2 separate regions of the Rattus norvegicus genome follow, and region 1 is linked to region 2. A link is a contact called in public Hi-C data. All regions are on one chromosome and are shown on one strand. The core of a region is the stretch at or near the end of the contact, and the rest is flanking DNA. Distances in the headings are between cores, read along the strand shown.

What was found. Hi-C and Micro-C count contacts between places; a contact is called where the count stands out from the background.
Region 1: a Hi-C map of liver shows a contact between it and region 2, with 9 times the contacts expected there. The contact joins the promoter of Arhgap35 here to the enhancer-like site in region 2. A contact is called at or near these places in 9 of 12 Hi-C or Micro-C datasets (the A7r5 cell line, the Rat2 cell line, Schwann cells and 6 more) and 1 of 1 datasets of contacts at active chromatin or transcription factors (oligodendrocytes).

What each region holds. Positions count from the first base shown.
Region 1 is chr1:86,445,450-86,450,055 of GRCr8, forward strand. Arhgap35 (Rho GTPase activating protein 35) reads right to left here and starts at 1,965. Exons shown (of 7, transcript NM_001271132.1): 1 at 1,464-1,965.
Region 2 is chr1:86,341,757-86,346,576 of GRCr8, forward strand. It overlaps Arhgap35 (Rho GTPase activating protein 35), which reads right to left. Exons shown (of 7, transcript NM_001271132.1): 4 at 4,045-4,122; 5 at 2,753-2,884. Among named protein-coding and RNA genes, the nearest start is that of Npas1, 29 kb to the left of the region's middle. Within about 2 kb of position 3,540, at least 9 of the 93 cell types and tissues checked have an H3K27ac peak or open chromatin away from gene starts, as enhancers often do.

The DNA.
Region 1 (4,606 bases), core at 715-3,214, 100 kb after region 2:
ACCAAAGGTGGGACGAAAGGAGATCAGTGCTGACGACCGTCACTCTGACAGAGACAGCATCAGTAAAGTTTAAAACAGTTCAAAAATATGCAGACAAATGGACAGCTCCAAAAGGGGGCTATAAGGAAAGGGCACCAAATAGAGTAAACAAGGGGAAAGCCTGTAGGAAAAGGGCAAAATAGGCATCAGGGTCAGAGACATCTAAAGTGCAGAGGCACACCAGGAGAAAGGAAGACATAGGCAGCAACTCCTTGGTGTAGAGGAACTTCCTGGAGATGGGCTTGGGGGGAGAGGGAGCAAATGACTGAAGCCGAGGGGCATTGACATAAAAGTGGGAAAGAAGAAACTCAACGAGAATAGAGGAGCAAAGAGAGTACAACGGAGTGGAGTTGGCGTTAGGGCAGAGATCTGCTAAAGGGAATGGCAAAAATTAGACACCCTAAGGGACAGAAAAGGGGGTAAAAGAGGAGGCAAAAAGCCAAGCACCACAGGGGAGTGCATGCAAGATCAGAGCGCCTGCACAGGGGCAGAGTTGGCAGGCAGAAGGGTCTGGAAAAGAGGACAGGGTCTGAATGGCAAAACGGGAGCAAGCACTGAGAAGAGAAGGAAGAGAGCAAGGAGCATCTAAATCTGAGAACGGTAGGAGAGGCAGCCTAGGGGCATTCCCAAGGAGGTGCAGAAGGTTCAGTGTTGCGGCCAGGGCAAAAATTTGGGGCAGTTGGGCTCAAATGGGAGGAGGAATTATGTCCAAAGCAGAGACCAGGAGGGCAGCAGAGCAGTGACTACATCAACAGACATCTAGTATGGATCTCCACGGAGGTGGAACCGCAGGTCCTAAAGGGACAGCTCCTGGGGATGCAAGATGTTCTAAGGCAGGGATAATAACAGTAGATAGGCCAAAGGAGGAGGATGGGGACTTCCCCCCAAAAGTGATGCTAGCAGAAAACAGGTAAGGTAGAAGGGCCACGAATGTCCAAAGTGAGCGTCAGAAGGGATACAGAGGGGTCAATGAGGAGGATGTCCCAGGAGCACAGCGGACTCCAAAAGGTAGTGAAGGGTATGACTAGGGGTCGGGGGGGGGGGGTAGGAAGTGGGAAAGGAGACGGCTCAGAATTGGGAGTCGGATATCTCAAGTGGAGGCTGAGACACCGAGATCCCCCATCGGGTCGTGGTGGGGCGTGTGAGGAGGCAGACGCCGGGATTGCAGGGCTGCGGGGACAGTGGCGAATAGGAAGGGCAAGGCGGGCCGCGCGGGCCGGGCCCGGGCATGCAGCGGCCGGGACGCGGGGACCGCGGGGCGCTGGGGGGGCGCTCCCTCCCCTCCCCCTCCGGCTCCTCCATTGTTCGCGGGCTCCGGGCCCTGCGGTCCCCGCCTTTTCCCCCACCCTTGGATCCCGCATCGGGGCGGCGCCCGGCGCCTCGCCCGTCCCCACATTCCCCTCTGCCAGCGACGAGACACTTACCAGCCTTGGGGGCGCCCTCAGCGCGGCCCCGGCCTCCGCGATCCCGGCCGCTGCGACGGCGGGCCCGGCGCCATGTTCCCCTAGCGACTCGTTCCTGAGGCGGCTGAGGCGGCGGTGGCGGCTCCGGCGGGGGGCCGGGCGGACCCTCCCTCGCGGGCTCCCTCCTCCGCCTCCTCCACCTCCTCCCGCCGCGCCGCGGCTCTCCCTCGGGGCGGGGGGGCGGGGAGGGGAAGGGGGGAGGGGCGGGAACCAGGGGGAGGGCGGACCAGCCTCGCTCGCTCGCTCGCTCCCTCCCTCCCGCGCAATGGCGGCGGCGGCGGCGTTGTCGCCTCCTTCCTGCGGCCGCCGCGGCCGTGCGCGTGCTGGAGACCCTCTCGCAAGTGCGCGTGCGTTTCTGAGGGGCGAAAGGCGCTGGGGCGGGGGATGGAAGGTGGATAACGGCCCACAGGGCCAAGCGCACCTCGAGGACAGTAGCCCAGGAGGACAGGCACGCACGGACACCGGGGGTGCGAGTGCGCGTGCGCGCCTGAGGAAAATGCCGCTACCCCAGCGTCTGCGACGCCAGATTCACACAGCGCGAGGACACCCGCGAACTGGCACAGGAGGGCGCGGGGTGGGTTTAGTGCGCCTGCGCAGAGGCGGCTGCAGTCTGCAAAGCCACCAAAGGGAGGGAGGGGCCTGTAGGGGGCGCGCACAACGTTGCGCGCACCAGGAGCAGATCCCCACTGCCCCTCCCCACACCGCGCCGGCTCCAGGAGAAAGCCAGCTCTGAGAGGCATGGCCTGGATCTTCAGGGCGGGTACTTAGGGCTCCATCCCGCTCGCGCGGGACCTCACTAGCCAATGGGAGGCAGAGGGAGTTGGGTTCGCCTAGTCGAGCCGCAGCCTCGGGATAACGGAGGTGGGGGTGGGAGAGATAGACGTAACGTGGGGTGGCGAGGCGGGGCTGTGAAGAAGGCAGCGTACCCAGCGACGGAGTCGATTGGGCAAGGCAAGGGGGCGTGGTCCCCCGCAGCCCAATCCAAGCTCTACGTTGGCCAGCCCGGAAGAGTGGGCGGGGACAGGGGGCACGTGCTCTTTCCCCGGCGCTGAAGAAAAACCTGTGGGCCAGGCGCGTTGATACAAGTTACCGGTGATTTCACCCAGTGCTTGGTCCCAGGCAGAAGGAGGACAGGCCTTGCATTGCAGCCCTACCCTCCAGGTCAGCATCGGGCAAATGACAGCAAACCACATGTCACTTTGGGTGCTTGCAGGGGAAATGGTGATGTAAGAGGGCTCCCCTCTAACCCTGTATTCCTTTGGGAGCCCTCCGGAAGGATGGATTGTTAAAGACAGGCTTCCCCGGCGCCTTACAGTGTGCGGAATGCATGAAGTAAGCACGTGGTTTCCGATTCAGCATTGCCCTTCTTTCCAGGCTTTTCATCTGTAAAGTGGGATAACAATACTGAACTCAAAAAGTGTTGCATGGAGACTCGAATGAGGTATAATAGTCCCTATGGGTACAATTCACAATGGGACCCTCGAACTACTAGAACCCTGTAAGATGTGGGCGATTTCCCCTATACATGGATATCTATAAGCTGATGAATTACTCTTAGTAAAGAACTAACCACAATAATAGAAAAACTTTGAATATATTACGCTGTAATGAGAGAAATGTGAATGTGATCTCTTATTTATATCTCCCTCCTGGCCACGGGTAACTGATACATCAGAAAGCAACAAGGGAATTAAAGGAGGACTACTGTGTCTCTAAATGAGGGTGGGGTATAGGGGAATAACTTCCACGTATTGAGTACTTAGTAAGCCTTGCTAAATAAAATTACATGTGCTCAAATCTTAAAACATCCCAACAAATGAAGCCTCTCATTAAAGTTTGTTAGGAGGGCAGGTTCCGGTGGTGTAGGCTGAAGAGATTGACAGTTAAAAGTGGGTTCTTCGCCAGCCTGGGGCTGAGGACAGAAGTCATTTGTAGAAGGCGTGCATATATACACAAGGCACTGCATTCCATCCTAAGCACAGAGTGTCTCGAGTAAATTAGTTTTCTTTTTGGTTTTTGAGACAGGGTTTCTCTGTGTAGCCTTGGCTGCTGCCCTGCAACTTGCTTTGTAGACCAGGCTGGCCTTGAACTGACCTAAATCCACCTCTGCCTCCCGAGTGCTGGAATTAAAGGCATGTGCCACCACGTCTGGCTAAAGATAATTTCCATTGACATTTTTTCTCGCTAGCTATCCTTGGCTGCCCTGGAATTTACTGTGTAGCTCAGACTGGAATTCAATGTGTGACAGTCCTCTGCCTCTGCTTCCTGAGTGTTGGAAAAGAATGATGTTGGAGTTGCACAAAAGAACACAACAACAAAGCAAAAATAACTCAGCCAGAGAGTTTATTATTATTACTATTATTTTTGTTTGCAAACGCAGTGCTTGCAGGGAGGTGTAAAGATGGATCAGAGGTTAAGACCCCTGGCAGTTCTTCCAAAGACTCAGCTTTTATTCCAGCTCACAACTGCATGTAACTCCAGTACCCGGGGAACTGATGCCCTCTTCTGGTCTCCCCAGAAACTGCACAGACATGCAAGTAAAAAAATACCCATGTCTTGTAAAGATGAATTTCTATAAAAGCATGTCTGTGTGTGAGCACCAAAATCTAAACTCAACTATTGAACATACGCTGAGATGGCTTTTGTCTTTTATTCTTGATGGAGATGGCGACTTTGTCTTATCCCATTGATGGGAACGAAAGATTCTCAATTTGACATGATTGGCTGACTCATCAACTAGGTAAAGGGAAAGAGGAAGGTTTAGGAAAAGTGGACCTTTGTTGGACTAACTACTTTGGATAGAAAACGAATCCTATTTATCACACGACTGCATGCATTACCACAACAGAGTCCAGAAAACTATAAGATCCTTGCAGGGCAGAGAAATGGTGTGGTGCTTAAGAGCACCGGATGACCTTCCAAAGGACCTGAGTTCAATATCTAGCACCTACGTGGCAGCTCACAGCCATCTGTAACTACAGTTCCAAAGACTCTATGCGCTCGTCTAGCCTCCACTGGCACCAAGCACGAATGTGGTACATCGATATACATGCAAGCAAACCCATCATTCACATAGAATAAAAACAAAACCCTACCAAACCCAC
Region 2 (4,820 bases), core at 2,290-4,789:
ACCTCTTCGGGGAAGTCAAAAAGATTGTGAGTGGATCCCAGACCTTGGATCCCAGAGTTTGATTTTGCTTTGATTTGATTGTGACTGTACCTTTGTTTCCCCTCTTGAAGTAAGAAAGTATTTGGTTTTTATTTTTATTGGCACCCATAATTGCAAGATCTTGAATGTTAACAGACTTAATTTTAAAAGAGATTGGATATTTTAAAGGGAATGAAGTTTTAATGTGTTTGGGTTGTAAAGACTGAGGGACTTTTAAAGCTGTTTTTAATGTGAGATCTTGGGGATGAATAAGAAAGGTTATTCATAAGAAAGGGATGAATAAGGTTGTGGTTTAACAGTGATGTTTGTATGTCAAGTTGACAAGGGGTCAGTTGTACTGGCTTGTTTTGTGTGTCAACTTGACACAAGCTAGTCATCAGAGAGAAAAGAGCCTCACTTGAGGAAATGCCTCCATGAGATCCAGCTGTAAGGCACTTTGTCAACTAGTGATCAATGAGGGAGGGTCAAGTTCACTGTGGGTGGAGTCACTAAGACATCAGGCTGAACAAGCCATGAGGAGGAAGCCAGTAAGCAGTACTCTCCATGTCCTCTGAATCAGCTTGTGCTTTAGGTTTCTTTCTGACCTGACTTCCTTTGGTGATGAACAGCGGTATGGAAGTGTAAGGAGAATAAACCCTTCTCTCCCCAACTTGCTTTTTAGTTATGATATCTTTGTTGTAGCAATAGAAACCCTAAGACAGCCTTCTATCAACAACTTCTTTTGCCCCTCCCCAAACAAAAAGGTGCCATGTCAGTTGTTTTAAGAAACAATGGCATTAGGGGTTGGGGATTTAGCTCAGTGGTAGAGCGCTTGCCTAGGAAGCGCAAGGCCCTGGGTTCGGTCCCTAGCTCCGGAAAAAAAAAAAAAAAAAAAAAAAAAAAAGAAACAATGGCATTCTGTTGGGTGCCAGCATTCAACATGCCTCTAGATGGCGCCAGGTCAAGGCAAAGCAAATTCGAGAACTGGTTGTCCAGCAGCTGGGTACTAACCAGTGCAAGGCCTCCTGAACCTCTTTCTAACTTCCCTTAGAGAGACAGCATGAGTCTAAGATGATCCTCCCCCACATAAGTGCTCCCTCCCAGCCTTGACAGGTGGGTAAAAAGGAGAGGCTAGCAAATGTGAAAACAGAGCATGTATAGATAACCTGAGTCCTACACCCTCCCCTCCACAGCTGGGCTGGCTTCATTAGAGGAGAGGGGACTCAGGACTGGAAGCCACTTGACCTATAACATCAGCACAGTCTTGAGAGTAAGCTTGAGCCAGGCAGTGATGAGTTAGCCAGGACCATACATCTTTTCTTGCCTGACCTCTTTCTCGATGCCTGGAAAGGGAATTCTTTTTTTTTTTTTTCTTTTTGAGATGGGATTATACTATGTAGTTCTGTCTGTCTGTCCTGGAACTCACTAGATAGATCAGGCTGTGTGCAAACTCCTTCAGTAGTCGTAGAGGAATTGCTGTTTCTGGGTCTTCCCTTTTTTCCCCTGCAAGAGCCAGGGCTTTCTTTGGCAAAAAAATAGAGTAAGTGCCTTATGGTGGGCAGCCTTAAGAGATTAAGAGATGTCAAGGCATATGACATTCTCCTAAAGGCCAGACAATGGGAAAAAATCCCACACAATGGTCACCCTAAAGCAGTGGGTCTCAACCTTCCTAATACAGTTCCTCATATTGTAGTGACTCTCAACCACAAAATTATTTTCATTGCTACTTCATTACTGTAATTTTGTCACTGTTATGAGTTGTATTGTAAATATCTGATATATAGAATATTTAATATGTGACCCCTTTCAAAGGGGTCACATTCCACAGGTTAAGAATTGCTGTCCTCAATTGCTGTCATTAAAACTAGAGGCTCTAAGTCAGACATGGTGGCACATGCCATAATGCCAACCATGCGAAGTTAGAGGAGAGCAAGATAAGGTGTCTGAGGGCACCCTGGGATATCTGAGACACTACCTCAAATAAACAACAAAAGATCCCAGAGTACTTATGTGCTACAGAGCCTTGAGCCTGTGATCTTCTGGCCAAAGCCACCGGGCATCCTCCTTCCCCACACATGCACACAGGTAATTTTATTCTTTAAGAAACAAACAAAAAAAGTTTTTAGATATATTAATTTTAGTTTGTGTACTCTGCCTGCATTCACGTCTGTACATCACACATGTGGCTGGTACCTTCAGAAGTCAGAAGAGGATATTAGAACCTTTGGAACAGGAGTTTTGGACAGCTATGTCCTCTGCAAAAGCAGTCTTATAACCACTGAGCCATTTCTCCAGTTCCAGAGGTAACTTTCTAATGGTTTGTTTGGCCTCAGGTCACAGTCTTGCTGCCTTAAACGAGGCAGCTGAGAGGTGAAGAAAAGATCCAGGACAATGTGCTTCAGAACTAGAAGTTCCAGCTTCGGGTTGGGGATTTAGCTCAGCGGTAGAGCGCTTGCCTAGGAAGAGCAAGGCCCTGGGTTCAGTCCCCAGCTCCGAAAAAAAAGAACCGGAAAAAAAAAAAAAAAAAAAAAGAAGTTCCAGCTTCACCTCAAGGAGTAAGCTCAGCGGAGATATGGGGAGGCCAGTCATAGAAGAGAGACAGGGATCACCCCTCACCCCCAAGTTAGAGGCTAGACTTAGAGACCTACAAGTTGCCCTGGTGGAACACTCAGAGAAGTGCCTCTGTAAAAAGGGCAGGGCTACCTGGAGCCTCTCTCAGGCTGTCAGTACTTACTGTGAGCTTCCACCAAGTCAATCTGCATGCTGTATGGTACCAGGGGGTCTGGTAGCTCCGAGAAAAAACTCTTCATGGCCCCTGCCACAGTGTTCACAGTGAAGTCTTTCTCTGCCAGGTCCAGATTGTGATCTGAAAGAAAGCCAACAAAGTGAGGCCAGACCCATCTAAGTTAGCAGAAACCACAGAAAGCTCCCAGAAAAGGCTTATAGATGTAGCCCAGGGCGGGGGCTTGGGATTAGCATAGGAGTGCTGAGGAGCTGGTTCACAGACATGGCCTGACAGGTCACTTCTGGCCTGTGGGGAGGAGAAGAGTGACTGGGGACCATGGTCTCCTAGGCCACCTGCCATCCAACTTGGTTCTGACGAGCTTCAGCTTTTTCCTTATTTCCCTTCCTGCCAGCCATACAGTCATACCCTCATCTAGATTCTGATGGAGAGAAGAAGAATCCCTCTTTCTCCCCAGCCCACCGCTCCATTGAGCCTTCTTCCTTCCTCTCTTTTTCTGCCTCTCTCTAGGTCTCACTGCATGATTGATTCTGTAGACTTGTCTACAGATGGGCATGAAGTTTTCCTCTCTGGATTACAGCTGTTTGGATTCTTACAGTTATACACCTCTAAGATAAAACTCCATCGTGGCTTAGCATAAGTGTATTATCTGACATGTGCACAACGAAATGTGTTTTACCAGGACATATTCTTGATGTTGGAACAGTGGTACATGATTACAAGATGTCACTGTCAGTTGGCCCATGACAGCAGATGAGCTGGTTGCTCCAGAAGTTGGCCCCTGTTCCCTCTGCTTCCCTACTCTCTGGTTGCTGATAGCTAAGAGTACTTCACTGTTCTGCCCTGGCACTGATGGCCTGGCTTAGATTTCATTGTGGGCATTTTTCACATTAAGAGCCTTGGAGCCTCTCATAGACTAATGCTCATAGGAGCAGGGCCGCCCACGAGTTCAGCTTGGAAGTGGGAGCTGCAGCTCAGTGCCTCAGGTACCATGAAATGTTCCCCCACTTTCTCTTCTACAGGTTTACTTGAGATGTAGATATTTCTGACCTGCTCATTAATTCAAATGCTACCACCCTGGTCCCAGGCCAGGGAGGCAAGGCCCTTCCAGAGAAGTGAGGCAGGGTCAGGGAAACTTATAGTGGTAGCTGTGGACAGCAATGGGAGCCAATACCTCTGGGCTCAGCTCAGGTTTACAGGGTGAAGGCACTCACGCCCTGCTGATGATCCAGCCACAGTATCTGCTCGGGACCAGTGACATGGCCAGACTGTGCCATACTTACCTTGATCAAACTGTCTTTGCAAACTTTCCATTTCTGACTTGTTTCCGCTGACCCGGTAGATGCCTTCTGTGCTTAGTCCTGTGGAAAAAGAATAAACAGGTCCTATGAACCAGAGCTGGAGAGCAGATAGGGTTTGTGCATGGGGACAGGGACTGTCTGCAGAGTCTACAAGGTCTCACCATGAGGGGAAGAGCAGGACTAACAGTACTTTCTTGTTTGATGCTTCAGCTCTTTCTCTTTTTACTTAAAAATATCACAGGACTGGGCCCAACCTTCCTTTACTCTAAAGATAAGATCTTATGTAGTTCAGTCTGGCCTTGAACACCTGATCTTCCAGTCTCTACTGCATTTGGTTTAGCACTTGCTAGATGTGATATGTGGACCAGGCAGGCCTCAAAGTCGGAGATTGTGTGCTCCCGTTTCTGGAGTGCTAGAATTGGAGGCATGCCTTACTATACCCTGTCAATATTACTCACATGTTAATGTACAGTCTTAAGTATTATAGTAAAAAACATCACGCGATGAGAGTTTTACCTGAGTGTATGTCTGTCCACCACACTTATATGCCTGGTGCCAATGAAGGCCTGACAACAGTGCTGGAAAACTGACCTGGGTCCTCTGGAAAAGCTCTTAACTGCTGAGTCATCTCCCCAGTCTTTACCTTTGTCTATGTGTGTACACCACAGGAGTGCAGTGGCTGCAGTATACAGAAGAAGGCAATAGATGCTTTGAAGCTGAGTTACAGGGAGTTGTGAGCTACCTGATCTCAGGCCCTC